7 separate regions of the Mus musculus genome follow, and all the other regions are linked to region 1. Evidence: chromatin contacts called from public HiChIP or PLAC-seq and promoter capture Hi-C data. All regions are on one chromosome and are shown on one strand. Each heading gives the region's core, a stretch centred on a gene start, on an enhancer-like site or on the middle of the called end of the contact. The rest is flanking DNA. Distances are from core to core; before and after follow the strand shown. Region 1 holds the start of Rab5c (RAB5C, member RAS oncogene family). Region 2 holds the start of Vat1 (vesicle amine transport 1). Region 3 holds the start of Ifi35 (interferon-induced protein 35). Region 4 holds the start of Ptges3l (prostaglandin E synthase 3 like). Region 5 holds the start of Psme3 (proteaseome (prosome, macropain) activator subunit 3 (PA28 gamma, Ki)). Region 6 holds the start of Coa3 (cytochrome C oxidase assembly factor 3). Region 7 holds the start of Vps25 (vacuolar protein sorting 25).

Region 1 (3,925 bases), core at 1,012-3,511:
TCCCAAGCCCTCTCTGGTTTCCAGCCCTCCTTTCTCACTCAATGCCCCACCCAGGCGCACTTTTGGATAAAAAAAAAATAAATCCATATATTTTTGTAGACCTTGACTCTGTCTGTTTCTGGGGGTTAGTCTGAGAGCCCCAGGGCTTTGAAAGAGCTAACGCAAGCAGACACACCCCACTGTACCCCAGGGCCCTATTGCTGTCTCTAGGTAGGGCAAAGGCGCCAGCTAATCCACTTGGCACCATGTTCACGCCACCAGGGACTCCTCGGATAAGGGGAGAAACCTTAATGAGTCGCTAAGGGCCTGTTACATTCCTTCCTCCCTACCACCCAGTTACAACCACAAATACACACTATGTGGGAGAGACGTCTGATCAGGATCATTTCTCTAGCCTTAGAAAGAAATACCAGGAATTTTCTTACCCTCCTGAATAAGGAACTCTTCTTTCCTGGATAGGTATTTGATATTAAGCTAGGTATAGTGTTGTTATAGTGGGCAGGTCGGTGGAGAAAAGAGCTGGTCACCAGTTAAGAACCTGCTAAGAATTCACTCTCCCAAGCTCTGTCTTCTCTTAGCTTACATTTCTGTGTAGGTCTGTGCATGTCATATGGTGCATATGTTGTAGGAAACTGGCACCTTGGTGATAAAGATGAAATTGGATGTGGGCACAGCTTTGTGGCAGGCTGTCCCAGACAGGTCTATTCTTCAGCTCAAACTTTCAGGGTATGACTGATGCTGTTCCATGCCCTAGGCATTACATGGTCTCTGGGGGTGGGCTTTGATTTTATAAAAGTTTTGAGTAGTATCCCCGGGAGAGAGATGCAGAAAGAGGCCAGTGTTGGAGGATGAGGTTAAACAGAAGTGGTCCTAATTCATGCCGGGCGTGGTGGCGCATGCCTTTAGTCCCAGCGCTAGGGAGGCAGAGGCAGGAGGATTTCTGAGTTCGAGGACAGCCTGGTCTACAAAGTGAGTTCCAGGACAGCTAGGGCTACACAGAGACACCCTGTCTCGAAAAACAAAAAACAAAAAACAAACAAACAAAAAGTGGTCCTAATTCATACAGAAGGAATTAGAAGCAACAGAAACAGAACTGACCTGTGGTAGAAGGGTTAGTGGTTTTCATCTATAGTGACGGGTAGAGAGAACACAGGTAGTCTTTGAAGGAGCGCTAATTCTGACTGGGGGCAGAGTGAGGGAGATGAGGGGGTCTGGTATATTTGGGAACAGAGCCTAAGAAAGAAAGCTTAGTCTGTCGTGGTGGTTGCACATGTGTTTAATCCCAGCACTCCAGAAGTAGAGGCAGGAGGATCTCTGTGAATTCAAATACAACCCATCTACAAAGTAAGTTCCAGGCCAATCAGGACTACATAGTGAGAGCCCATGTGAAAGGAAGAGAGAGTGAGAGCAACCCTTGGCAGCAGCAGGTCTCCTTTTCAACCATTTAGTATCCTCTAGACAACTCCTTCTTTTAAAAAAAAAAAATTACATTTCTTCAAGTATTTAGCGGGAGGGAGGGTGGATGGGTGGTTGTCAAAAGACAACTAGTGGGAGTCTGTCTTACTCCATGTGAGTCCTGGGCACGGCACTCAGTCAGGCTTGGCTGCAAGCATCTTCACCTGTCGAGCCGTTTCGCTAGCCCCCAGAGAGCCCATTCTATAGAGCTCTCAGAGATTTCATCACCTTTTTTTTTTCTTTCTTTTTTCTTTTTCTTTTCTTTTCTTTTTTTTTTTTTTTTTTAAGCCAGGATCTTACTACATAACCCTAGCTGTTACTCACAGAGATCTGCAAGCCTCTGCCTTCGGATCGAGCCATTACACCTGACTCCATCGCCTTTCCTATAATAGAATGTCCTCAACAATCAGCCTCCTGGGCGGGCTTGGCTTCTCCAAGTTGCCGAGGGCACACGACCGGTCTGCGCGGCTACGTGAACATCATATTTTTCCTTTCTCAATTCTGCATGAACAGCCCTCTGTCTGCTCTCTTGGAAAGCTCAGCCACACGCCTTCCCTCGCGGCACTTGGAACTGGCAGTGACGCGATAAGCAGGCCTGGACCGGCTCCGCCCCACCGGCAGCCGGTTCCACCCAAAACCCAAGTGCCAGGCAGCCCCCGGCTCCTCCCTGTGCGGAGAACTACAAGTCCCGCCATCCCTCGCGCGCACTCTCCCTCCTTTCCCGCGTTGATTGTGGGTAGGATCGGAGTGTCTCCCATTGGTCTGTTCTTTCTGTCAGTCACCTGGGAATATAGAGAGGCGGGGCAGAGCTGAAGATCCGGATCCGGAGCGGCTGAAAGGCGGAAGTGGAGGCCGGAGCCTGGGACACCGCCGGGGGTGGGGGGGAGAGGAGCGGAGTCTGTGGAAGCCCCGGCCCAAAGTAACGCTGCTGCCCGGAGCCGCGGTGAGTGTGCCTGTCCCAGGGCCAGTGTCTCACTTGTGTGGTAGCCTCCCTGGGGTACCCTTTCCTCCTGCCCAACCTTAGCTTAGGGGGACACTGACCCCTCCCCCGACCCGTAGCCCCCTCTTAGGGGCTCACCAGGGCGTCAGGCCAAAGGGGGAGCTCCTCTTTCCTTCGCTAACCTGTCCTTCGGGAGCCTTTGGGAGTCTTTTGAGGCTCTCCTCTGGCCTGTCCAGTCCACTTGTGGGAGAGAGGGACTCTTAAGTTCCGCTCCCCACCCCCTCAGCTTTCAAAATCAAAGAGTCTTTACCAGGTGCGAAGGAACCTGTCCCCCTTCTCTTTTAGAGGTGACGGAGAGTGCTGTCTCTCCTGGTTTTCCTTTCCTGTGTTCTACGCCTCCCACTCCCCAATCCCAACCAAAAACCCAGTTGTCCCCCTGCAGCCCTGAAATTATCTTTATCTCGATTTCCTTTCGGAGATGCGGGGATGGGGGGGGGGGGATGTCGGAATGAGAGTGTTGTACACGCACAGAAGTGTTTTTGCGCGCTTACAGTTCCTTACTTCCTCTTGAGCTTACGAGGACCTCAGCAGAGTTTGAATTCTGGGTCACTTAGACGGAATGGCAGCCTTCTCCTTGGACTGCACGTTATGCCCCCAGCCCTGTCTTAAGTTCTCTCAGTGTGTGTTCGTCTTCCTGCCTCTAAAGAATTTAGCTGAGCTCTGCTCAATCCTAGGGACAGATCACAGATCAGGGAGGATCTGCCCATTCATTATCTTCTGTCTCCCCTCCTCCTTCCCCCCTGCTTCAGGCCCAGCCCTGTCCTTCCAGAGCATGTGAGTGGTTTCCTTAGAGAGACTGCTGCCTGCTTATCTATAGGGGTGGAGAATAGACCAAATAGGAGTAGTGTGAAATTGAGGCACCATCTCTTAACCACCCTGAATCACACACCACTATACACTTGAGCAACAGGTCCATTCCTCACCAGAGTCTCCACTCCCCTCTTGGCTTGGACTTTTTCACAGAGCAGTTAGTCCACATCACCGTGGCAGGTATAGTTTTCGTCCGTAAAGGAATTGCTTATGTGTGCTGGAAAGTGCCAGTTCCCCTACTGTATTGACACAGGATTCTTGTGTTTTCCTTGGGACTTAAGTGTGTGAAATGGCTGGTATCTCTGACCAAGCTGGAAGGTTCTCTTGTTATGCGGCCAAAGTACAGGTTAGAGACTGCCTTCCTGAGGAGTAGCCTGATTCTGAAGCCACAGCTGACCCTTGCTGTCTTGCAGTGGAGGAAGAGTGGGAAAGCCATTCAGTCCTTGGGCATCTCTGATCAACTTTTTTTTTTTTGGTTTTTTGAGATCTGATCAACTTAAGATGCTTTTCTTACTACACAAAGGCTAAACATTTTGCTTTGAGATCTTTCCAACCTACTTCTGGACAGTTTCCGGTGTTCAGTCAGTATAACAATCAATCAATCCTCTCTCTCTCTCTCTCTCTCTCTCTCTCTCTCTCTCTGTGGGCTCAGAGATTCAG
Region 2 (3,925 bases), core at 610-3,109, 730 kb before region 1:
TCTAGCGCGCAGCTGTGACCCCAGGAGCGCCTGAGGGTTTGTGGCCAGCGAGCCCCGTTTATTTGAGTTCCTCGGGCATGGAGGCTGGGCTGACCGAGGGCGAAGTTCTGAAGGGTCAGCTGCGAAGCTCCATACACGGGCGCAAGGCCTGAGCCTTCTGTGTGCCCACGCGTGCACGCAGGTGTGCTAGTGCGGCGGACACGCGCGGCGGCAGCAATCTATTTCCCGAACACAGGGGGGCGTGAGATGTTAGGAAAGGGAGGATTTTTGATTTTTGTCTCCCTCCTCCACTCTCGGGTCCAGACAGAGCTTAGGGAAATGGAAGTACGGACCTTAGCACTCCCACCCTACATTAGTGACATCATAGCTTTCTATCTCCATAACGACGGGTGGCGGGATCTAGGCCTGTGACCAACCTAGAAGCATGGACTAAGTTCCTCTAGCCAAGTACTGAGTGGAAAGTTTTAGGGGAGCTTTTGCGTCCTCTGGTGGATGTTTTGGTAGAAAGAGCAAAGGGAAGGCTAAGGAAGCTAGAATCCTTTGACAGCTAAGCTGGGCCAGAGCTAAGCCCCAAAGCCAATTTCAGCCTCATCTCAGACTAGCAATAAGCAAACCGCCATTTGCATGACATCTTTTGCCTAGAAGAGGATGGAGAAAGGGGCTTGGAGGGCTGTGATCGGGATGTAAAGTGAATGAATGAATGAATGAATGAACAAATAAATACACATACATACATACATGCATACATAAGTGAAAAAAATCCTTCTTTAGCCGGGCATGGTGCTGCACGCCTTCAGTCTTAGCACTCATGAGGCAGAAGCAGGCAGATCTCCCTGAGTTTGAGGCCACTCTAGTCTATATAATGAGTTCCAGGTCAACCAGGTCTAAATAGAGAAATCCTGTCTCAAAACAAACAAAACTCTTCTTTAAGTCGAAGATGTTCATTTTAATGTTATCTCGTTTTGAATAACCGTGTAAAGGTAACTAAAGCACACAATCTCATCGCTGTTTTACAAAAAGTAAACAGACACACAGCATTAACACCCAAAACTGTTAAGTTTAAGTTAGAGATGTAACTCGGGAGTAGAGCTACATTCATGAGGCTCTGGGTTCTATCCTCAATTCCAACAAAAGGAAAAGAGAGTGTGAAAGAAAAGGGAGGTGGTGGCACATGTCATTTTAACCACAGAACTCCGGAGGCAGAGCCAGCCTTGTATTCATGGCACCTTCTAGGCTCCAGGCCAGACCTGGCTACATGGTGAGACCCTGTCTTAGAGGTTCTCATGCTTGTAGTTTGCCACTGCAAGAACATAGTGAGTAAGCCGGGCGTGGTGGAGCACACCTTTTATCCCAGCACTTGGGAGGCAGAGGCAGGCGGATTTCTGAGTTCGAGGCCAGCCTGGTCTACAAAGTGAGTTCCAGGACAGCCAGGGCTACACAGAGAAACCCTGTCTCAAAAAACAAGCAAACAAAAGAACATAGTGAATAAAGTCTGCTTATTAGTAAACGGTAGAGTTCAACCTGAGGCACAATTTCACCGGAGTCTGATCCACAGGTGGCTAGATTATAAATTCAGATTTTAAATTATCCTTCAGACTGTGTCACGACAACTTTTAATTCGTATAAGGCTTTCTACGAATAAATCAAGTCTTAGACTCGGCATGCCCCAGAATCTCCTCATGCTTATCAGTCACACGCACGTACACCACCACCCTCCACCTGCACCGCTAGTCTTTTCGCGCCCTCGCAGCTCGGTCAGCAGAGGGACTAGCCCTTTAAGTCCGCCCGCGAAGCCCCACCCCCCGAGCAAGGCCCCGCCCCACCCACTGGTGTCCGCAGCCTGCGCTCTTCCTGACGCGTGTCCCGCCCTTCCCAGCTGTGCACCGGTTCTGTACAGCTGGGAACGCACGTCGCGAGTCTAGCCATGTCCGCGGAGAGGGAAGCAGCTGAGGCGGCCACTGTGGCAGCGGCGACCGAGGCCGGGGCGGAGACCGGGACCGGAGCCGGGGAGGGTGCGCCTTCGCAGCCCCCGACAGTCGAGGTGGCAAGCGACCCGCAGCCACCCCCGGCCCCCGAAGCGTCAGCATCCGCTTCGGCACCGCCACTGCGCTGCCTGGTACTCACCGGCTTCGGTGGCTACGATAAGGTGAAGCTGCAGAGCCGGCCGGCGGTGCCCCCGGCCCCGGGTCCGGGTCAATTGACGCTGCGCGTGCGAGCCTGTGGGCTCAACTTCGCCGACCTCATGGGCCGCCAAGGGCTGTACGACCGACTACCGCCTCTGCCGGTCACCCCCGGCATGGAGGGCGCGGGCGTGGTAGTGGCAGTGGGCGAAGGCGTCGGCGACCGTAAGGTGAGCGGTAGCAGGGCAGGAGTGGGCGCGTGCCGGGGGTGTGGCCGGGCCGGGAAGCCAGCAAGGACGCGGGTGGACTAAACATGGAACACATGGAAAGCAATTTATGTCTCCAGGCGTCTGGGAAAAGGATTTACTGGGAACTGGCAACAGTGTTATTGCCCCTTCCCAAAGCATTTTTTAGTAGTGGCCGCCGCCCCAAGCGGAGTTGGGGGGAAAACAATAAGGCGCCCAGGCGCATGCGCAGGATGACCTGCTCGCCCCCCTCCCACCCCCTTCCCCAAGTAAAACCACACCTGTACCCCTGCCCACTAAACACTCCCGGGGCAGTTGTGGTTTGTGACTCTGAGTGGTGGCTAACTCCCCCTTCCCTCCCGAGGGAGCTTTGAGAAGCTATGTAGATGGGGTTAGGCGGAGGCTCAGAGGCCGTGCCAGAGCGCTAGTCACATGCAGCCCCGTGGTGTATGGGGGTGTATGACGGCCCCTCCCCGAGCTGGGCCAAAGGGGACACACCCATCATGGAGCCCAGAGAGGCTGGCTTCCCCCACCGCCACGGGCCTTACGCTACTACTCGGGTATTTGACGTGGGGGAGGCGGGAATCAGTCTCCCATCTTTGTCTTGGGCTTGCTTTCTCGTGACTGCAACTCCATCCCTTCTTCAGTGACTCAGCTAGCAGGCCACGACCCAGGGTTACCCTTGGGAACTTCCGGCCCAAACCGCTGCTCCTCCTCCCTTTCAGAGGACCCCAGCCCCCGAAATCCAGGCGGAGCCCATTTGGACTAGGGTAGGGAGGTGTGGCACCTTGAGCAGGTTGGCCCAGCTTTGCCGGTCTGTTTCTCGTTTATCATTAATCACAGCCATAACCTTGGCCACATGAGACTTACAGAAGACCAGCTTTCTGAGAGATCCCGATTGAGGCCTCTTTATATCAAGTGTTTAGGAGTTTCTTTTCAAATCCAGCACCTTCATGAGATGCTGCCCCAGAGCAGTCTGAGCCTTTGCTAACCTGCTGGGTTTGCTGCATTTGTTGAACATCAAAACAGCTCCTCCTTAAAGTCGTTCTTTCTGAATCCAGCTGTGGTCACACCCTTGCCCTGACTTAGATATAATCCTACTCTTGGATGGTGCTAAAAGGACTTTGGAGGGTAGGGGTTGGAAGGGGAAGTTAATAGTTCATGTTACTGCTGAAGGCCACCCACCTATCCACTCCTCCCCACACTTTCCGCCTGGTAAATACAGGATTTCCTGCCTCAGGCAAGAATCTGCTGTAAGAGCCTGGATTCTATGGGGAGGGCTTTCCCACCCTCCTGGTGGCTGAGTTGGGGAGGGGTCATGGCCCTGAGTTGGGAGGGCTAAAGGTTAGGTATGAGTCAGATTAAGTGATACTTGTTCGGATTACATCTGGGACTGGCTGGCTGTCCTGCTAGCTTATTGCTCTGTAGCTAGCTCTCTTGGCTTGCTACTGTGTCTTCTGGACTTGAGTTTTGAGGTTCCTTGCCCAGGCCAGAACTCACAGAAAGGCTGTCCTCTTCAATGCAATACAGGGACTTGATTACATGTAAAGGGGGCCTGTG
Region 3 (3,925 bases), core at 631-3,130, 710 kb before region 1:
TTGGGGATTGAATTTTAGGACCTCTGCTCACTCCGGTTAACTCTGCTTGCTCAGTCCCTGCTCACTCCAGCACAAAGCTTCATTTATTATACATAAGTACACTGTAGCTGTCTTCAGACGCACCAGAAAAGGGTGTCAGATCTCATTACCGGTGGTTGTGAGCCACCATGTGGTTGCTAGGGTTTGAACTCAGGACCCTCAGAAGAGCAGTCACTGCTCTTACCCGCTGAGCCATCTTGGCAGCCCACTGTGCTATTTTTTTTTGTTTTGTTATCTCAGTTTTTTTTTTTAATTTTTAAAAAAGATTTATTTATTTATTATATGTAAGTACGCTGTAGCTGTCTTCAAACACACCAGAAGAGGGAGTCATATCTTTTTACAGATGGTTGTGAGCCACCATGTGGTTGCTGGGATTTGAACTCAGGACCTTCGGTAGAGCAATCAGTGCTCTTAACCACTGAGCCATCTCACCAGCCTGGTTATCTCAGTTCTTAAGTACTGAATTTCTCCTCGTGCTTTTTTTTTTTTTTTTTAAAGATTTGTTTATTTTATGTATGTGAGTACACTGTTGCTTTTCTCAGGCACATCAGAAGAGGGCATCGGATCCCATTACATGTGGTTGCTGGGAATTGAACTCAGGACCTCTGGAAGAGCATTTAGTGCTCTTAACCACTGAGCCATCTCTCCAGCCCCTCTTCTCATACTCTTAAGGTAAGCAGTTTATAGACTGAGCTAGCTCTCTAGCCTTCCCTCTAGGTATCTTTGTGAAGAAGTGTAATATCCCTACATAGTAAGTGAAGGGATTAGACTGTCAACTTTAGAAAAGCTAATGTTTGGTCCAGTGCAACATGTCTGAAGAAACTAGGATCTGAAACCAGGCAGGTTGGCTCTTCAATATTGCTTTTTCCTTATTTGGCTCCAAATCGCTCCCTTTTTTTATTGTATCTGGGAGATAAATGGAAGTTTTCCGTGCCAGAAGACTAACAAGGGGAGGCAGAGCTGCTGAGGACAAGCTGCATTGGATCCCTCCTCGAAGGTGGCTGCCCACTGTGCTTCCTCCTGAGGCCTCACTGGCTGTTGGCAGGCAGACTTCACAGCTCAACCTAGCCTATCTGAGGTGGCCTCAGTCAGAGGCACTTAGAAAGACCACCTGTCCCAGAGAGGACCAATGGTCAGGTTGACATGGCATTCTGAGGGGAGGAGTTTTTGGCTGGGAAGTACCTCAGAGTATTCCCTTTGCTGTTTAGAATAGCCAGAAACCTTTGATGCTTACAGCTCTCTACAACCCTGAAGCATACATCCACATAAAGAAAGATCAAGGCCGGGCAGTGGTGGCGCACACCTTTAATCCCAGCACTTGGGAGGCACAGGCAGGCAGATTTCTGAGTTCGAGGCCAGCCTGGTCTCCAGAGTGAGTTCCAGGACAGCCAGGGCTAAACAGAGAAACCCCGTCTCGAAAAACCAAAAAGAATGATCAAGGTCCTTACTTTAGGTGTCAGAGTCCTGGTTTTGACAATAGGTAAATGACAAGATCCACAGACCAAGGTACCCTAAGCGCTCTACTTCTCTTCCACCCTTAGCAGGCTTGAGCCGAGCAGGTCTAAGCCTAGAACACTGTGTTCCCGCCCCTCCCCACATGCGACAAATGCTCCCCTGCTCCCGTACTTACAGTTTGCAGGGTCACAGACATGGCTCTCACGTCTGGCAGAAGCTGGGGCTTCAGAGCAGGGTTGGCAGTGAAGAGTTCTGAAGGACTAAACTCTTTGACCCCTCAGAGGTGGCTCTGGTCTCCTCAGCCTCCAGCAGCGTCTGAAACACACTTCCACTGCTGTTGCTTGCTTGCCGGCCTCACTTCCACTTTCATTTCTGTGAATTCTGCTTCTGAGCATACAGCCCCACCCTTGGGCGGAGCCTTCCAAGTCATCAAATCTAACTACCCAGTCAGGCATGTGCTCCTGGGACCGCAAAGGGAAGACTTTCCCAGGCAGCCAGTTCTAGCATAAACCATGGTAGGATTTTTAAGACTTCCAGACAGACAGGCTCTCAGTACTGCAGCTCTAGCTGGCTTCACACCCTTGAGATCTGTCTGCTTTTGCCTCCAAAAAGCTGTGATTAAAGAACTGTGAGTCACCCTGGAGGCAGAGGCAGGCGGATTTCTGAGTTCGAGGCCAACCTGGTCTACAAAGTGAGTTCCAGGACAGCCAGGGCTATGCAGAGAAACTGTCTCCAAAAAACCAAAAAAAAAAAACAAAACAAAAAAAACCTGTGAGTCAAGTGGCGGCGGCACATCTTTGATGCCAGCGTTCAAAGAGGCAGGTGGATCTCTGTGACCAGTCAAGCCTAGTCTACAGAGTGATTTTTCAGGGCAGCCACAGGTACACAGAGAAATCCTACCTCCAAAACCCAAAATATAAAGGGTTCAGCTGTTGAGTACCAGAGGACCCAGGTTCAACTCCCAGTATCCACATGGCTATTGGTAACCTTTTTCTTTTAAAAAAGATTTATTTATTATGTGTAAGTACACTGTAGCTGTCATCAGACACTCCAGACCAGGGAGTCAGATCACATTGCAGATGGTTTCGAGTCACCACGTGGTTGCTGGGAATTGTACTCAGGACCTTCGGAAGAGCAGTCAGTGCTTTTTGTTGGTTTTATTGTTTCCGAGACAGGGGTTTTATCTGTGTAGCCTTGGCTGTCCTGTAACCATGCTGTCTTGTAGACCAGGCTGGCCTGGAACTCCGAAACTCGCCTGCCTCTGCCTCCCAAGTGCTGGGATTAATGGCGTTGAGCCACCACTGTCTGGCGCAGTCAGTGCTTTTATCCACTGAGCCATCTCACCAGCCCAACTAAAAAGCCCTTTTATTTATTTATTTATTTATTTTTTATTTATTTTTTTTTTTTTAAGATTTATTTATTATTTATTATATGTAAGTACACTGTAGCTGTCTTCAGACACACCAGAAGAGGGCATCAGATCTCATTAAGGATGGTTGTGAGCCACCATGTGGTTGCTGGGATTTGAACTCTGGACCTTTGGAAGAGCAGTCGGGTGCTCTTACCCACTGAGCCATCTCACCAGCCCCCTTTTATTTATATGAGCACTCAGTAGCCGTCCTCAGAAACACACCAGAGTTGTGAATCAGATTCTAATTACAGATAGTTGTGAGCCACCATGTGGTTGCTGGGATTTGAACTCAGAGCCTCTGAAAGAAGTCAGTGCTTTTTTTTTTTTTTTTTTTCGAGACAGGGTTTCTCTGTATAGGCCTGGCTGCCCTGAAACTCACTTTGTAGACCAGGCTGGCCTCGGACTCAGAAATCCGCCTGCCTCTGCCTCCCGAGTGCTGGGATTAAAGACGTGCGCCACCTTGCCTGGCTAAGTGCAGAGTTCTGAACTGTTGAACCACCAGTGTCTCCAGCCTCAGGATTTCTTTTTTTTTTTTAAAGATTTATTTATTATTATTTGTAAGTACACTGTAGCTGTCTTCAGACACACCAGAAGAGGGAGTCAGATCTTGTTACGGATGGTTGTGAGCCACCATGTGGTTGCTGGGATTTCAACTCTGGACCTTCGTAAGAGCAGTCGGGTGCTCTTACCCACTGAGCCATCTCACCAGCCCCCAGGATTTCTCTTAATGAATCTTTCACTGAGTCATTTAGCACTGACAAGACAGAAAGTACCCTGGACAAAACTCCTTAACCCTGCACTAGCCAGCACCTGAAGTTGTTCCCTTATGCTTCAGAGATGGTGCCACAATGCAACACTGGCTGGCCTCAGCCTCAGAGATCCACCTGCCTGCCTGAGTACCATCCACATACTTGTATTTTCTGAATGTGTCCATGTGGTAAGGGGTGGGAGTGGCTTCACAGCAAGGTTTCACTATCACCCTGGCTGTCTGAAACCTATCATATAGACTGGCTCTGTCTA
Region 4 (3,925 bases), core at 409-2,908, 690 kb before region 1:
TTCTAAGGAGAGAACTAACTCCTAAAAGCTGTCCTCTGACCTCCACAAGTAGGCTGTGACACCAGCACTGTGCTCCTACACACACACACACACACACACACACACACACTAAAACCCAAAAAAACTTCAAGATGATTCTATAGCAAGTTCTGGGTCAGAGAGCCTGTCTTTTAAAAAAAATCAATAATAATAATTTTCAAGAGCTGAGGACATAGCTTAATTGGTGACAGAGTGCTTGTCTACAACATGCAACTTCCTGGGTGCCACCCCCAAGACTGTTCCCTTTGCCCCCCCCAAAGCAGAAAAAATATATCATTTTGCCCAAAGAATGTACTTAACAATACAGCTGCTTAATTGGCAGAGCGAGGACAATTTTTTTATGTCATTACCTTGACAATTTTTTCTGAAAGTGACAATAAAAAATAGAGACAGTACCATCTCTGCCCAGGACCTTCCATGGCATTCAATACTGGACAGGGCCTGGCCACTTTTTAAGTCTGTTGACTTGTGGTTGACTGCTCCTTGTGCAAGGGTATATGGGTATGAGAAGGAAGGAACTGGAAACACTTCAGATCAGCATAAGTCACTATCTCCTACCAATAAGTTTTCTTGGCTAAACCATTTTGAGTGGGAAGAAAGCCACATGTGGACTGCAATCTGCACAACAGGAAGCGGAAAAGGCGGCCTGTCTCAAAACTTCCAGCTTCCAGACGTTCAAAGTTTGTAAGGAATCTTCCCGCGTTGTGGTTTACAGAATTTCCTTGCTTCTTCGGTGTACTGAAGAACGCACTGGTCAGTCAGAAGGCCCCGTTCAGAGAACCCCGTTATTAACCAGGATGGCAGAGCAGTCTGAAAACACTGTCAGGACATCCTTATAGTCAGGTGTGTTTCTTTCCACTGCCAAGGGATGGTGTCTGTTCACCAAAGCCGTCACTGAGATAAGACAGCATAAAGATCACAGCCTATCTATATGCCAAAAAAAGCACGGGGCATTAATTTCAATTTCCATGGATTCCAATTCACTTCCCTTTCACTTAACACTTCTCCCGTTCCCAATGTTCATTCTATCAATAAGTGCTCAGGGTATATACTTCAGGGTAGAGAGAGTGACACAAATACACACTCAAGTACCTCAAAGTCGACAGAGGCAGCACGGCTTCCATTACCAACTGCCTTTTCAATACTCTTTAAGGCTCGCCATATGTCTTTCTGCATCTTCCTGACTCTTCTCTCTATCTTGCATACACGTGCCTATAGTACTTCCAGCTCGGTCGCTCCTCACCCTTTCTACCTCGGTCCGTGTCAGCATCACCACCCACAAACTCCCCGCCTGCATCATCTTCATCCGCATCCGGAACTAGCGGCAGACACTCACCTGGTCCTCACCCCGCACCCGTGGCCGGTCCCCCGGCAGCACATCGCTTTCGTCACCGCCACAAGGGTCTGCCAGCCCCTCGTAACCCAGGACGTGAGGACAGCCGCGGAAGGCAAAGTCTTCGAGCTCGCGCAGGAGACGCTGCTGCTCCGCCGGCGCCCCGCGCACTACCTGGCGCAGACGGAACTGCACCTGCGCGAAGTGCGAGGACAGCGCGAGCAGGGCCGAATCCAGCTGCCGCCGCTCGGCTTCCAGCCGCCTCAGCGTGCGGACAGTCGCGTCGGATGGAGAGCCCGGAGCCGCTCCAGGCTCTTCGGCTGCCGCCGCCTCCGAGAACGTCGCCGCCCCAGGACCGGCCTCGGCCACTGCCCCCACGGGAGCCCAGCGCACAGTCTCGCATGGTGGCAGCGACTCCTCCTCCTCTTCTTCTTCTTCCTCGTCCTTCGCCTTAGGCCCGACAGCGGTCACCACAGTTCCTAGCTCCGTAGCCACTTCCACCGTCGCCATCTTCCCGGAAACGCCGCCCGCACGTCAGTGGCGCCCCCTTGCTGCCATGGCAACGGGCTCTGGCAGGGAAGCCTGGACGAGTGGTGGGCGGGTCTTGCACTCCTCCAATCTCGGGAGGGCCCGCCCCCTCGGGACTTTAATGCATTTTGTGAATTAGACACTTTGAGTTGGAGGAACAAGTGAATGAAACCGAGAACAAGTAACTTCCTGCATATAGGGGCTAGAGTAGCCCTTTCCCTGGATAGAGAGTAGATATTGTATTTCTGATATGTTTATTTCTGGAGACCCCGAGATGTAGAAAACGCTCCCGGTGTCCTTCTGGAGTCCAAATCACTCTTGCTGTCAAGCCAACTTTCTTTCCCTCCCTCGCAACCCTTCCTCCTACCATATAAGGAGAGGCAGCTGCTAGGAGCCTCCTAGAATCTAAAGATAGAGGCCTTTTCTTGGGACTCCAAAAGCCACGGGGCAGCTGGAGTCACCATGGAACGGTGAGTTTCAGGCCGCCATCATACAGGTCCTACATATTCCCCTGTCCGTTTTCCTGCAGATTTCCTCTCCCACATTTGTAGAAGCCGCTGAGTCTGCCCACCAGCACCCCAGACTCCACGTCTCTGTGACTGTGGGTGAGAGGGGGTGGTGAGATCTGAACGTATTTTCTAACTCCTTACTTCCCTTGGCTCTCTGGGTTTATTCTCGCCACCTCTGCCCACTCCCACTACTCCCCTCTGTCTGGTTCAGTGGCACCACGTACGACTCTACTGTCTCCTCCCTCCACCTTTCCATATTGCCTTCAGTCTTGCCCACCCCTACCAAGCCCCACCTCCAACCTCTTCAGGCAGCCTGCCCGGACTCTGTGGTACGACAGACCCAAATATGTTTTCATGGAGTTTTGCGTTGAGGACAGCACCGACGTCAGTGTGCTCATTGAGGACCACCGCGTCGTGTTCAGGTAGTAGTCTTCCCCTGTGGACTGGCCTGGGGTCTCAAGAACCGTTCCTATCCTCCTGGTGTCTCAAGAACTTATCCTGTCACTTCCTATGTCTCTTTACTGTAACTTTAGCTGCAGGAATGGTGATGGAGTGGAGCTGTATAACGAGATTGAATTCTATGCCAAGGTGAACTCCAAGGTGAGGGCAGGGTAAGGATAGTCATATCTGAACAAGAAAGGCTGGCCAAGCAAGGAGACTGGAAGTTTATCCTAAAAATAAGGCTATCTGTCTGACAGGACTCCCAGGATAAGCGTTCTGGTCGCTCCATTACTTGCTTTGTGAGGAAATGGAAGGAGAAGGTGGCCTGGCCTAGGCTCACAAAGGAGGATATAAAGGTGAGTGTGTGTGCAGGAGTGGTCTACTCCTGTGCTCTCCCTTCATCTGAGCATTCTCTCTGTGCACCCAAGCATCAGAGTTATATCTGGAGCTGTGTTTGGCTTCTTTCCAGTCACTATTTTAGGGAGTCCTCTGGGTCGTGTGTATTTGATATTCTATTTATTCTGAAATCTATATATTTCCTCCTAGTCTAGACAGCAACCACCAGGGTTTGTTGGGGGAAGTAGGTTTTTGTCTGTTCGCTTTTGTTTTTGAGTCAAGCTCTTTTGTTGTTGCTCAGGCTGGCCTTGAACTTGCCATCCCTCTGCCTCAGCCTCCTGAACATTGATATTGCAAGCATGTGTATGACATTACAGGTATTATTATCGTTGCCTATTTTCTGTCTCATTTCTTTTTTGTTTGTTTGTTTTAAAGATTTATTTTATTTATATGAGTACACTGTAGCTGTCTTCATAAACACCAGAAGAGGGCATCTGATCTCATTACAGATGGTTGTGAACCACCATGTGGTTACGGGGAATTGAACTCAGGACCTTCAAAAGAGCAGCCAGTGCTCTTAACCGCTGAGCCATCTCTCCAGCCCTTCTGTCTCATTTCTTAGCCACTCTTTCCATCGCTTTCAGTGGGCTCTGTTAAACATAACCTTGACTTTGTCTTTCTCACACTTAAGACCCTTTGATAGCAGCTACTCCTCTAAAAGCTGAAAGTTGGCCATCTG
Region 5 (3,925 bases), core at 403-2,902, 580 kb before region 1:
AAAAAGTAGCATCCTACAATCACCACACCTACAACAGAACCCCAGACCCCACAGGCAAATCCCACATACTCCGGACATCCCCAAGCTTACCAAAACATAAAATACTAAGAACACAAACATAAATGCAAGACACTCACACCATCCAGTCCATCGTGGCTATTGGTGAGGAGAATGGGGTCAGGGACTGGGAGGTTCATGTCTGAGTGGATCTGAGTTAGGTCATGGATATTTAGAATTGGTTCCTGAAAGAGAGGCATTCACCCCAAAACAGTATTAGTGTAAGTTTAAAACAAAATCAAAAACAAGGAGAGAGAGAAAGAGAGAGAGAGAGAGAGGAGTATTTCTTGTGAAATCGAAGAAAAAAAAGAATGCTTTACAGTACACAAGAGAACAGAATCAACACACAATCTGCCCCGCCTGTCACAAAGACAGGGACCAAAGAAGTAATTTAAAGAAACAAAAGTGTCTCTCACCTTCAAAAAACTATCAAGTTCTAGTAACTTCTTTGGGAAAAAATTTGCCACCAAGTCTTCTGCCTAGACAGAGAGAATACACCTGAATTAATAAACGTGGGACAGTCCCTCACTACAGATCTTTTGGGGACACCCCCAGCTATTAACCATCACCACTTTTCTCCTTTACAACACTCACCTCACTTGTGATCCGCTCTCTGAAAGAATCAACCTACAATGAACAGAGAGAGCAACTTAACACCTAGTGATACAAGGGCATGGATGGGGAACCCCAAATCCAGCTGTCTCGCCCTCACCTTGAAATTATAATTAGAAGGTGAGAGGCCCCCAGACTGCAAATACTTCATCTTTTTCAAGATCCATTTCTCCATCTCGGGAGAGGATGTTCGGGTTACAGGCCAGCACCTGTCTCCCCTTCTCTCCCTTCCTACCCACCCCTCACCTCCCTTTGTCCCTCCCTCCAGTTGTCTAAAACCCTCTCAATTTCATAAGCAGACAAAAGCCAGACTGGAAGAAGTGAGCTCACAAACGTGCCAACTCCCACCCAGACCTGGCCCCATCCTACGCAGTAAGCCAGCCTCCAAGGGCAGGGTCAGTGGCAGCGTCCGGGGGCGGGGACGTGGCTGGGCCAGGGGACTTCCACCTGTCATTAGCCTAAAGCATTGAGTTTAACACGTGTCCGCGGAGGAGTCCCTGGTGCACTCCATCACCAGAAGCAGGACAGAAAGCCACCCTATACGGTCCTCTCCAATGCCGTCTCCAGGCGTGGGGGGCTGGGTTGAGCCAGGCGGAAGCTCAGAGCTGGTGTCCCCAGGGAGACAAAGACGACATAGGGAGTGGGGAGCAGATCCGACTGCTGGGGGTTCGAAGGGAGGGATGAGGGGGCCGGAGCTATGCCGCTACCTTGAGCTTCACTTCCTGATCCACCTTCAGCAACGAGGCCATGGCCAGGCCGGGCCGTGTCCGCTCCGCTGGGTGCCGGAGGTGCTCTGGGCTCCGGGGAGGGCACCGGAGGGGCCTGAGGAATCTCCGTTGCCCTCGGGACCCGGGCACCCTCGCTGGCTTGCTCACCGCTTGCTCGTCCCCTCCCTCCGTGCCGGCCGGCCACCCGCCCGCCCGCCTGCTGGCTGCTTGCTCTCTCGCTCGCCCTCCCGGCTTTCGCCGCTCACGCCGGAAGTTGCGTCACAGCCAATCGCCGGCACTCCGGGGAGGATGAGCACGTGCCCTGCGCAGCCGCTCTGATACTCAGTTCTACAGGTTCCTGGAGGGGCTGTCGGAGCTTCCGGGCCTTGTGCCCTGTGGTGGTCAACCTAGGACAGGGATGCTGAGATCCAAACCTCCTGGGGACTCAAGAGTGATGTGTCTTATTGTCCCGGAACTCGACTTCACCGTGGGACCTCATGTGCCGGGGCTTCTGGAAGAGTAGGCGTCGCGCCCTAGTGACGTGAGCCGGAGAAGCCCGCGGCCCGGGTCCCTAGTTTAAGGTTCCGGGCTGTGACTGCTGACTCCCGCCTCCCGTCCCTCGGGCTAGTGTCAAACCGAAGACGCGTTCCATTGCACCGGGCTTTCCGGGGAAAGTTATCATAAACGTGCAGACCTCAGATACCAAATACCTGAAGGACAAATTCACGCCCAAAACAGCCTCGTGGCTTATCTAAGACACAACACGTTGCTTCCAATGACTTGACTAGAATCAAATCCTCCCAGTTCTAGAGGAAAAAGGTTACCATTTTCCTAACGCAAGTCTGAGACAGCATCTCCTCTTTCAACAATTAGGCAGTGTATCTTTTAGTTTGTGTTATTCCATGCAATCAAATGGAGTAGGGGTATGTGCTAGACCCCAGAAAAGTATTCTGGAGAGACTAGAAATGTGCGCATCATGTATATAGGGTAAAGTCTTCTAGCAGACACATTTTTTAAAAATTAAATAACTTTAGCCACTTCCTTTTTCTTTTCTTTTTTTCTTTCTTTTCTTTTCTTTTTCTTTTTCTTTTTTTTCTTTTTTTTTTTTTTTGGCGGGGGGAGGGGGGTTCGAGACAGGGTTTCTATGTGTAGCTCTGGCTGTCCTGAAACTGACGTTGTAGACCAGGCCTGGCCTCAAACTCAGAAATCTGCCTGCCTCTGTCTCCCGAGTGCTGGGATTAAAGGCGTGTGCCACCACTGCCCGGCTTAGCCACTTTCAATAACATTTATATTACAATGCAGTCAGCCTTTTGTATCTGGATTTCCAAATCACCGGGTCAACCAACTAAATGGAAAATATTCAGGAAACTTGAGCTACAAGGACCTAAAAGATGGATGACATAGTGGGAATTAAGGTACTCGCCTGTAAGCCTAGCTATGTAAATTCAATCCTTAGACACATACAGTATGAGAAAGAACCCCTGCAAGTGGTCCTATTACCTCTGCGCACACATTAGAAAGTAAGCAAGCAGCCATAGTAAATAATGACTTTAAATGCCTGAGCTTCGGAGTAAGGCCATATCTAAAAAGTAACAAAACAACCAAACAGGCTGGAGAGATGGCTCAGAGGTTAAGAGCACTGGCCACTCTTTCAGAAGTCCTAAGTTCAATTCTCAGCAACCACATGGTGGCCCATAACCACCTATAATGAAATCTGGTGCCCTCTTCTGGTGTGCAGGCATGTACACAGGCACAACACTGTATACACAATAAATAAATAAATACATCTTTTAAAAAGGAAGAAAAAACAACAACCAACAACAGGAAGTGTGATACACTGTAGTACTCAATAGCCATGTATAGCCAGCAACTCCTATATGGAATGCAACAGCTCTGAGATATAGACAATAAACAATCTGTTTAAAGTTTCTGTTTGTCACTGGTGCTTCATATTGGGGGAAAAAATGCCAGAAAATAAAGTGACCATAATGCAAAGAAATGGCAGGCAGACAATAGCAGGCAGGCAGGCAGGCAGTAACAGGAGTCTAAGATAGTCCTTCCCACTTACTCAAGTGGAAATACCACACACACACACACACCCCTTGTCCACTCACTTCTACCAGTTCACCTTTCACACTACATCCTGTTAACAGTAGTAACTTTCCATCTTACGGGATGCTTAACATCAGAATTCGCTCTCAGATTAACTTCCTTCTACTGTAACTGGGCCACTATTATGTGCGTCTTTCAGAATTCTAACTTCAAAACTAGTGTTTGTGCTTATTGAAATAATGGCTTCATGCTCAAAAACTTGCTTTGTCTTCAGATACACTGTAAGAAGGCAGACATACTTTTCCTGAAAGTTGTAGGCAGTGATCCATCAACTTACTGAGAAAACAATTGTAAATGCCTCTTGTTTTTGTGTGCTCCAGAATGGCTGGCCTTACTTTAAATTCATGTCCATAAATGTCAATCAAATGTACGATAACTCTTGAGCTCTTTCTCTGTGCTCTTGACAAGTTTTCCTCATATGTGGAATAACTGCCATG
Region 6 (3,925 bases), core at 488-2,987, 540 kb before region 1:
GTTTTAAATCCACTCTTGCCTTCCTCTCTGTCATCACTCTGACTACACACAGGCTCCCCTAGCTCACCTCCCAACTCAACTCCAGCCTTTAGACCACATACAAAATCATTTTTACCAGGGGGAAAATGACAGCCACATTGGCCCCCTCATTTACATTTCAGTGGCTTCGCTCAGCAGAGATGGCTTAGCAGTTAAGAGCACTGGCAGGTCTTCCAGAAAACCTGGGTTCAATTCCCAGCACCCACATCAGGTGGCTCACAACTGCCTATAATTCTCAATTCTTCTTTTTTCCTGCTAAAACAAGTATAAAGTTCTCTCCCCTGACAGACATTCAGACCTCTGCTTGGAATGTCTCCAAACTACTTTCCTGGCCTTACTCTCTATTGCTTCTCCATATGCTCTGGTCAACCTGGACAACTAAACCCTCCGCTCCCAGCCTCCCTCTTGTTTTCCCAAGTTTTATTCATGGTATCATTCAATCCCTGGACCTCATCTTACCACTCCTTTAAATTCTCATAGTAGCTTGTATTCTCTGTGTCAATCACTCTAACCGTTATTTGTATCCACTTGCTCATATGTTAACAATTCCCACCTAAAGACTACATAGTTTGAGAGCAATGGCTAGATTGCAGTTCCCTCTTTCTATACCAGGCAATGTAAATGATAAGCACTCTAAACACGTTTATGGAAAGAAGAGTAAAGGGGGCTGGTGGTGGAGAGATGGCTCAAGCAGTTAGAAGCACTGGCTACCCTTCTAGAGGACCAGGGTTCAATTCCCAGCACCCATATGGCAGCTCACAGCTGTCTATAACCTCAGTTTCAGGTGATTGGATACCCTCATACAGACATACATTAATTTTAAAAGGGGGGGGACTCCCCATGATGCCGTGTGCTTTTAATCCCAGCATCTGGGAGTCAGAACATCTGTCAATTCCAGGCCAGCCTAAGCTACAGAGAGTGTTCCAGGTCATGACTCCACAGTGAGACTTTGTCTTTAAAAATAAAAATAAAAAAAGGCACGTGGGGAGTGGTGCAGGGAAGTGGGGGTTAAGAAATAAAAAAAAGAGTGCTAGTAAGCCTCGTTCATCGCTTATAAGCCCCACGACCTCGCACAACAAGAGTACTAGCAAAATATTTGAGTGAAAAACAAAGATCAACGCTCCCCTGCCTCCCGTAAACCTGACTCCCCACTCTGCATCCACACCCACGATCCGGGTCTCCCTGAAGCTGCCCGTCCGTCCCGCAGCCTCCTTCACGGCTTGCTCGTTCTGCTGGGCCAAGTGAAGCAGGGCGTTTTCGATAGTCTCTGTGGTAACCACTCCGAACTGAAAGTCACTACAGTTCACCAGCCTGGGCCTCAAGGGTCCTTCCATATTCATAAGTCTTTCGGAGTACTTGGACAGTTTACGGGATCCATAAACTGGCCTCCTTAGCTTATTTCCAGAATCTTCTGCCACACCTTGGATTCTTCCTTCCCTTTCTATATGTTTGCCCTCGCTTCGAATCTGAGAAAAAACATAATGTCCACCACGGCTTCGAACGGTCAACAGCTTTTCGCGCCCCAACTGACACAGAGAGCTCAGCCAATCAGAAAGCAGGGCGCTTTTCACCTTTCCTGTCCCTCCTCTAGGGCGGAGAGACCCTGCCTCTACCCAGAAAACTCCACGTGGACTACAGCTCCCAGAGTTCCTTGCTGAAGTCAAAGACTACAATTCCTGGCGAGTTCCGGGCTTGACGGCTTAGGGCGGAGCAGCAACATGGCGGCCCCTGGAGCTGGTGACCCTCTGAATGCTAAGAATGGAAATGCTCCATTCGCTCAGCGCATCGACCCGTCGCGGGAGAAATTGACCCCAGCGCAGTTGCAGTTTATGCGGCAGGTGCAACTTGCCCAGTGGCAGAAAACACTGCCACAGCGGCGGACCCGGAACATCATGACCGGCCTGGGCATCGGGGCCCTGGTGTTAGCTATTTGTATCCGTCCTGGCTATACCGCATATGGGGTTAGGGAAAAGGGAACAAGACGTGTAGCTTTTAATGTGCGGGCAAATGAGGTTCATGCCTAATCTTACTATATATACGCAGCGCGTATTGGCTTAGTAATAACAATTGGTTAAGGGTTCAAAAGGAGCAAAAGGGTGGCAATCCAAAATCATTAATTTGGGAAAACAGCAAGGGTGGCTAGACGAAAGGAATGCCCATGTGCTTTGTGGTTTCCTGAACCCACTCCGTCAGATGGTTACACCTTCTACTCGGTGGCCCAAGAGCGTTTCCTTGATGAGCTGGAAGATGAAGCCAAAGCTGCCCGAGCCCGTGCTCTTGAGAGAGAGCGAGCTTCGGGACCCTAACTGTATGGACCATCTTCAAACTGCTGGATCCCCTGTATATGTTGAATGATGCCTGGTGGTCTTACAGCATCACTGGCACACTAACGTCGGACTGTGTGATTGAGCCCAAGAAGCCAGAGACTATGCATTTGGCCGCTGCCAAGGGGGGGATTGCTCACTTCACGTGCAGTTTGTCCAGTTACTCAGCCCTTTTTATTTCCTTGTTTGAGAGGTATGCAACCTTGCCTTTACCCAAACTTTGTGGTTTACCCCTTCACCTCCCAGGGGCCCCGACTCTTAAGGGGGAGGGTGTGGCTTAACTGCAGCGTTGGAACCTTAAAGTGGGAAAGATAGGGTCAAGTTAAAGTAATAAAATGAGTCATGTCTCCCGAAGCCAAGCTAGTGTGTGGGGGCAGAGAGACATATGGCACTTCACGCTGGAAAGCTCCCTGGCACTAGCTGCAGCGGTGGCATTGCCCCAGGGAGCTGTAAATGTTTAACTAGAATTACTTTTTCCGTGAGATCTTTCCACCTGATTTAAGGGAGAGATTACTGGACTGTTTGAGACTGACCCAGGTCTTAGGGGGTAGAAGAAGGTCACTCTTCTGTTCTCTGCCTTCAAGAACAGACTCTTAATGGCACGGGCCTTTTCCTGTCTCTAGCTTGGTAGGTGAAGGATGAGCAAGGAGTAACTTCATTCTTTTAACATTTACTGGTACCTGCCTATACAGGCCTAGGGTGGGGTCTGGAGGGGATCATGCCTTGGCCATTGGATCATTTGGTCATGTAGTTTCCTCATGACCTGGTGGCAAAAAGCCAGAAAGCTGGGCCGCTTCCATCCTGCCTTCCATTGTGAGAGGAGAATGGCTTCGAGTTCCTCACCCTTCTTGCCTGCTTCACAAGTCTTTGTCCCCCACCCCGTCCCTAAGGCATGACAGATACAGACCCACAGCCTTTCTCCTCAGTATTTTTATTGGTTGCTGTTGACTTTGGTGGCAGGAGCACAGCCCCTCCACTCTCCCAGCTGGAAGTTGGCCTTCCGCAAGCATCTGGACTCGGATTGCTTAGTGGTCAGCCCTTGCCTGGGGAGGGCAGGTGGGGTAGGCTACAGAAATGAGATTTCCACACAGCAAAGAGAACCCGCAAGGTTTTGACTCTTCAGGATACAACACAACGCACTCTCCGTGCCCACGGGCCTTCTACCCACTCAGTGCTGGGGTGTTCTTTGCTGAGTTGAGTTGGTCACAAAAAACATCAGATTCTGAGAGGCCATGGGCCATGGTGGGGCCCTGGTGTTGGGGAGACATAGGACTTCTGGTCTGAATTCACTGGAGGGGAAAAGAAAAATGCTGAAGCAATGTCCAAAGAAGAGGAAGGCAGAGCTGCTGCCAGCCACCATGCCCTCGGCTCTCCCTTCCTTGGGCCCGCCCCTCACCATCCTGCCAATATCCCCGGCGAATGTCACCCCCTTGCTTGCCCGCTGCTCCTGGGAGCCGGTGCTGCTGCCACTCAGAGAGTTCCTTCGCATGATGCCTGGGAGCAGGATGAGGGAGGGAGAACGCTAAGTGGAGGGAGGGGCAGCGAGGAGGGGGGCCTAGTCC
Region 7 (3,925 bases), core at 647-3,146, 520 kb before region 1:
CTCAGTGGTTAACACTGACTGTTTTTCCAGAGGACCCGGCTTCAATTCCCAGCACCCACATGGTAGCTTACAACTGTCTGTAACTCTAGTTCCAGGGGATCTGACACCTTCATACAGACATATAAGAAGGCAAATACCACAGGACATGTGAAAAACAGTATTTAAAAAACAAAACAAGCTGGGCGTGGTGGCGCATGCCTTTAATCCCAGCAGAGGAGGCAGAGGCAGGCGGATTTCTGAGTTCGAGGCCAGCCTGGTCTACAAAGTGAGCTCCAGGACAGCCAGGGCTATACAGAGAAACCCTGTCTCGAAAAACCAAAAAAAAAAAAAAAAAAAAAAAAAAAAAAAAAACCAAACCAAACCAAACCAAACAAAACCAGGGGGCCTGAAGAGATGGCTCAGTGGTTAAGAGCATTGACTGCTCTTCCACAGGTCCTGAGTTCAATTCCCAGCAACCACATGGTGGCTCACAACCATCTGTAATGAGATCTGATGCCCTCTTCTGGTGTGTCTTAAGAGAGCAATGGTGTACTCATATACATGAAATAAATAAATATATCTTTAAACAGACAAACAAACCAACAGGTATCTGAGAACTGAACCCACCTTTCTTTCTCAGTTCTTCTAATACAATCTGAATTGACTCCACAGGAAGTTTCCCTGGCTTAAGGTTAAGGGAATGGCCTACATGTAAATTAGGTTAAATAAAACATTTTCGGAGTTCGGCCCACGATAAAGAATGATCTAGCCCCCTCCTTTCCCTGCCATACATACATGCAATTTTTGAAGAAGATATGTTTGCATTTCCTCAATATTCTGGAAAAGGAGGTAAAAAGAAACTTCCAGTTAGAAGGAAGAACTAGCAAAGTGTGTTACAGGCCTGTAATACCAGCTCTTATGGGATGGACACAGGAGAATCACCAGTCCAAGGCTGGGCTGGGCTATAGAGATCAGGTCTCAAATAAAAGGCAAGAGTTTTAGAAAATAAAGGGTGTTACCCTTTACTTCATTCTCTGTGCCTTTTTCTCCACAAATTTTACCTATGAATCAGAGAGCAAAAATAAATGACCCTCACTTCCTGGGAGAGGTGGGGCAAGTCAAAAAAATTATTAAAGATGGTTTGGGATTTGAGGCTCACAGAGAGGAGATTCAAATAGTTTTAAAGGGTCCAGTGTGTAAAGCTTGGGACTTAAAGACCCCAGCACTCATTAACTAGGGTAAAGGGAGCTTGCACTGCCTGCAAAAGTGCATATAAAATGATTATCTGCCATTTAGTTTTGCTGTTTCCCAAGTCCAGGTTGAATAGAAGCCTGCCTACTGTGGGTAAAGGGAGGTGGGGAGATGCAGTCTGGGCATGTAGAAAAGTGTGGGAGTGCGTGTGTGTGGGGGCTGGGGGTGGGCTATGGAAGAGCCTGAGGGAGGATACGCTGTAGCTTGACGTTGTTGAAAAGCGGGCTCTCCTGGGCTTCCATCACCGTCATGCTGGACTGTTTGTGCAGGCGGCAGAAGGACAGAACCAGAGAGCACCAGGCGGCCAGCTGCTTCTGCCGGGTGTCCACGTTCGGCTGTAACCTGCCGGGCGAAGGGAGCAGGACGAGGAATTAAAGCGTGGAAGAGGGCGGCAGCAGCACCAGCCTAGCAGCACGTTAGGGGGAGACAGTGACGGGCTGGCTGGACAGGAAGGCGGCCGGCAGCTCCCGTCTCCCCCGGAACCCCAAGTGAATCATCAGGGCTGAGCCCTGGGCCCCGGGGACGGGAGGGAGCTACACTGGGCTTCTCAGGGTCTGAGCCTCACGTAAAGAAGGGCGGGAAGCGGTACTGCCACGGCCACTCGAAACTCATCGCCATCGTAGTAGCCCAGAAAACCCGGAACCGACAAGGGGCTTCCGGTCTCCGCCTCAGCATGTCCGGGCTGACAGCACAGCAGAAAGGTTCCGGACTCCTCTCGGGAGGCGCCGCAGTGGGATGGGAACGGTTCTTGTCACCAATCTGCTGCTGTCTAAAGAAAAACTTCAACATGAAGCGCAGGAGTTCTGGGTCTTGTCGCTTAAACAGAGGGAAACGGGGGCGGGGGGGGGGGGGGGGGACGACGACACGTAGTTTCCCTCTGCAAATTGCGAGGTCAGCCGAACGCAAGTTAGAATCCACATCTGGAGGCTTCACCTTCGTGTCGGTTGCCAATTTAAACTCATGATGCCGAAATTTCCTGCATTCCCACCCAGGTTGACTTCACTCTTAAATTTCCTGTAGGATCATGGGAGCATATTGTGTGGTTTGCATCGCTATACGCGATTTTCAAAGAATCAAAACTTATTGCTTTTTTCAAAGAATCAAAACTAACGTTTAGCTCTTAACCTCTTCCTTTCTAGACCCCAGACTTGGAATCCCTTTGGCTTCATCTGACTCATACCCAGCCTACACTAGTCAGATCTGTCCCTTTGCCTGCCTAAACTACGGGTCAGTTCCCAAACCAGAATTACTGTTTCCATTCTCCCAACAGTACTTCCACTGCTGAGCTGTGGAAAATTGCTGAAGACCAACCAGAACATGTTTACTGAGTCCCGGGCTCGCTGACTAATCTCACTACTGGACTCTCAGGGGAGCCTTGTTGGATCTAGAAATACAAGTTTGGGAGTCTTCTGACCTGACATGCAATATGAACCCATTTAAGGGATAAGAGCACTAAACAAAAGGTGTATTGAAAAGAAGGCTGACCTTGGGCTGCTAGGAGATGCTCACCTTTAAAGAGCGAGAAGAAGCTGGGCTGTTTTCATTGATTCCCTGTTATCCTCATTCAAAATAGTCCGCCTGTGTCTATCTTTCTGTTCCCTGAAGAATTATTGTGAGAATCCCTTAATCTCTCTCTGTCACAATGTTTAATTCATAGCTCCAAAGCTCCTCCCCATTTTTTCTTCCTTTGCCTTTTGAACTCAAAACTGCCATTCTTCCTTTACAAGTAACGTGTTGCCTCAATTTTTCAATTTCTTTCCGGATATCACTATCATCATGCCTCCCTCCCTTTCTGTGTAGCTCACTTTATTTCTATTTAAAAGTAATGTTAGGGCTGGTGAGATGGCTCAGCAGGTAAAGAGCACTGACTGCTCTTCTGAAGGTCCTGAGTTCAAATCCCAGCAGCCACATGGTGGCTCACAATCACTCGTAATGAGATCTGACGCCCTCTTCTGGTGTGTCTGAAGACAGCTACAGTGTACTCATATACATACATAAACAAATAAATCTTAAAAGAAAAAAAAAATGTTAGCTGAGCACACCTTTATCCCAGAGCTCAGCCTTTAATCCCACTGCCTCAACCTTCTGAGAACTGAGATTACATGTGTGTGCTGTGTCCATGGTCTGTTTTTTTTAAAGATATATCTATTTTAGATATGTGAGTACACTGTAGTTGTCTTCAGACACACCAGAAGAGGGCATCAGATCCCATTACAGATGGTTTTGAGCCACCATGTGGTTGCTGGGAATTAAACTCAGGACCTCTGGAAGAGCACTCAGTGCTCTTAACTGCTAAGCCATCTCTCTAGACCCACCTTCTTTCTTTTTAAAGAAGGTATTAATTTCTTTTTATTTATATGTATATATGCATTTATGCAAGTGCTCCTGGAGACAAGAAGAGGATTCCCTGGAGCTGGAATTACAGGTGATTGTGAGTTGCCTGACATGGCTATTTAAATGGAATAGAACTTTGGTCCTTTGTAAGAGCAGTGACTGATCTTAATCTATGAGCTATCTTTTCAGCCCCCTACATTTTCCCCCCTTAGGTCAGTTCTGAAGGTCAAAGTCTGACTTATCTCTAACACCTCTCTCTCCTTTACCCCCTCATGACGGATGGTCCTATAGATTCCCTTCATTGATTTTAATCATAACTCCTACTTATAATTAGGTTTGCCTCCCCGCTCATCAGTTTGGC

Evidence for each region. HiChIP or PLAC-seq counts read pairs in DNA pulled down with a chosen protein or histone mark. Capture Hi-C pulls out chosen DNA fragments and counts their contacts.
Region 2: a FOXA1 HiChIP or PLAC-seq map of pancreatic cancer cells shows a contact between it and region 1. The contact joins the promoter of Vat1 here to the promoter of Rab5c in region 1. A contact is called at or near these places in 3 of 39 promoter capture datasets (erythroid cells, liver and neutrophils), 3 of 115 datasets of contacts at active chromatin or transcription factors (astrocytes, pancreatic cancer cells and stem cell-derived neural progenitor cells) and 2 of 9 other capture datasets (adipose tissue and liver).
Region 3: a promoter capture Hi-C map of adipose tissue shows a contact between it and region 1, with 2.3 times the contacts expected there. The contact joins the promoter of Ifi35 here to the promoter of Rab5c in region 1. A contact is called at or near these places in 4 of 39 promoter capture datasets (hematopoietic stem and progenitor cells, liver and pre-B cells), 2 of 484 Hi-C or Micro-C datasets (B cells and CD4 T cells), 3 of 115 datasets of contacts at active chromatin or transcription factors (astrocytes, regulatory T cells and stem cell-derived neural progenitor cells) and 2 of 9 other capture datasets (adipose tissue and liver).
Region 4: a contact with region 1 is called in a promoter capture Hi-C map of adipose tissue, with 2.5 times the contacts expected there. The contact joins the promoter of Ptges3l here to the promoter of Rab5c in region 1. A contact is called at or near these places in 1 of 484 Hi-C or Micro-C datasets (embryonic stem cells) and 2 of 9 other capture datasets (adipose tissue and liver).
Region 5: a promoter capture Hi-C map of liver shows a contact between it and region 1, with 3 times the contacts expected there. The contact joins the promoter of Psme3 here to the promoter of Rab5c in region 1. A contact is called at or near these places in 1 of 39 promoter capture datasets (the C10 cell line), 1 of 115 datasets of contacts at active chromatin or transcription factors (embryonic stem cells) and 2 of 9 other capture datasets (adipose tissue and liver).
Region 6: a FOXA1 HiChIP or PLAC-seq map of pancreatic cancer cells shows a contact between it and region 1. The contact joins the promoter of Coa3 here to the promoter of Rab5c in region 1. A contact is called at or near these places in 1 of 484 Hi-C or Micro-C datasets (embryonic stem cells) and 2 of 115 datasets of contacts at active chromatin or transcription factors (extraembryonic endoderm stem cells and pancreatic cancer cells).
Region 7: a promoter capture Hi-C map of liver shows a contact between it and region 1, with 3 times the contacts expected there. The contact joins the promoter of Vps25 here to the promoter of Rab5c in region 1. A contact is called at or near these places in 3 of 39 promoter capture datasets (hematopoietic stem and progenitor cells, liver and neutrophils), 2 of 115 datasets of contacts at active chromatin or transcription factors (the SCID.adh cell line and pancreatic cancer cells) and 2 of 9 other capture datasets (adipose tissue and liver).

Annotation. Positions count from the first base shown.
Region 1 is chr11:100,736,551-100,740,475 of GRCm38.p6, reverse strand. It overlaps Rab5c (RAB5C, member RAS oncogene family), which reads left to right and starts at 2,261. Exons shown (of 6, transcript NM_024456.5): 1 at 2,261-2,398. Kcnh4 (potassium voltage-gated channel, subfamily H (eag-related), member 4) reads left to right here. Exons shown (of 17, transcript NM_001081194.2): 17 at 1-98.
Region 2 is chr11:101,464,133-101,468,057 of GRCm38.p6, reverse strand. It overlaps Vat1 (vesicle amine transport 1), which reads left to right and starts at 1,859. Exons shown (of 6, transcript NM_012037.2): 1 at 1,859-2,350. The coding sequence starts at 1,925.
Region 3 is chr11:101,446,367-101,450,291 of GRCm38.p6, reverse strand. Ifi35 (interferon-induced protein 35) reads right to left here and starts at 1,880. Exons shown (of 7, transcript NM_027320.4): 1 at 1,670-1,880. The coding sequence starts at 1,690.
Region 4 is chr11:101,423,061-101,426,985 of GRCm38.p6, reverse strand. Ptges3l (prostaglandin E synthase 3 like) reads left to right here and starts at 1,658. Exons shown (of 7, transcript NM_001357574.1): 1 at 1,658-2,370; 2 at 2,718-2,831; 3 at 2,943-3,009; 4 at 3,108-3,206. The coding sequence starts at 2,363. It overlaps Rundc1 (RUN domain containing 1), which reads right to left and starts at 1,901. Exons shown (of 5, transcript NM_172566.4): 1 at 1,376-1,901. The coding sequence starts at 1,882.
Region 5 is chr11:101,313,940-101,317,864 of GRCm38.p6, reverse strand. It overlaps Psme3 (proteaseome (prosome, macropain) activator subunit 3 (PA28 gamma, Ki)), which reads right to left and starts at 1,652. Exons shown (of 11, transcript NM_011192.4): 1 at 1,377-1,652; 2 at 652-684; 3 at 474-536; 4 at 138-242. The coding sequence starts at 1,418.
Region 6 is chr11:101,276,760-101,280,684 of GRCm38.p6, reverse strand. It overlaps Coa3 (cytochrome C oxidase assembly factor 3), which reads left to right and starts at 1,737. Exons shown (of 2, transcript NM_026618.2): 1 at 1,737-1,971; 2 at 2,233-2,715. The coding sequence starts at 1,758. The coding sequence ends at 2,345. Cntd1 (cyclin N-terminal domain containing 1) reads right to left here and starts at 1,482. Exons shown (of 7, transcript NM_026562.2): 1 at 1,205-1,482. The coding sequence starts at 1,379. It overlaps Wnk4 (WNK lysine deficient protein kinase 4), which reads right to left. Exons shown (of 19, transcript NM_175638.3): 18 at 3,760-3,857; 19 at 3,276-3,652. The coding sequence ends at 3,650.
Region 7 is chr11:101,251,678-101,255,602 of GRCm38.p6, reverse strand. Vps25 (vacuolar protein sorting 25) reads right to left here and starts at 1,896. Exons shown (of 6, transcript NM_026776.5): 1 at 1,796-1,896; 2 at 1,427-1,572; 3 at 607-660. The coding sequence starts at 1,848.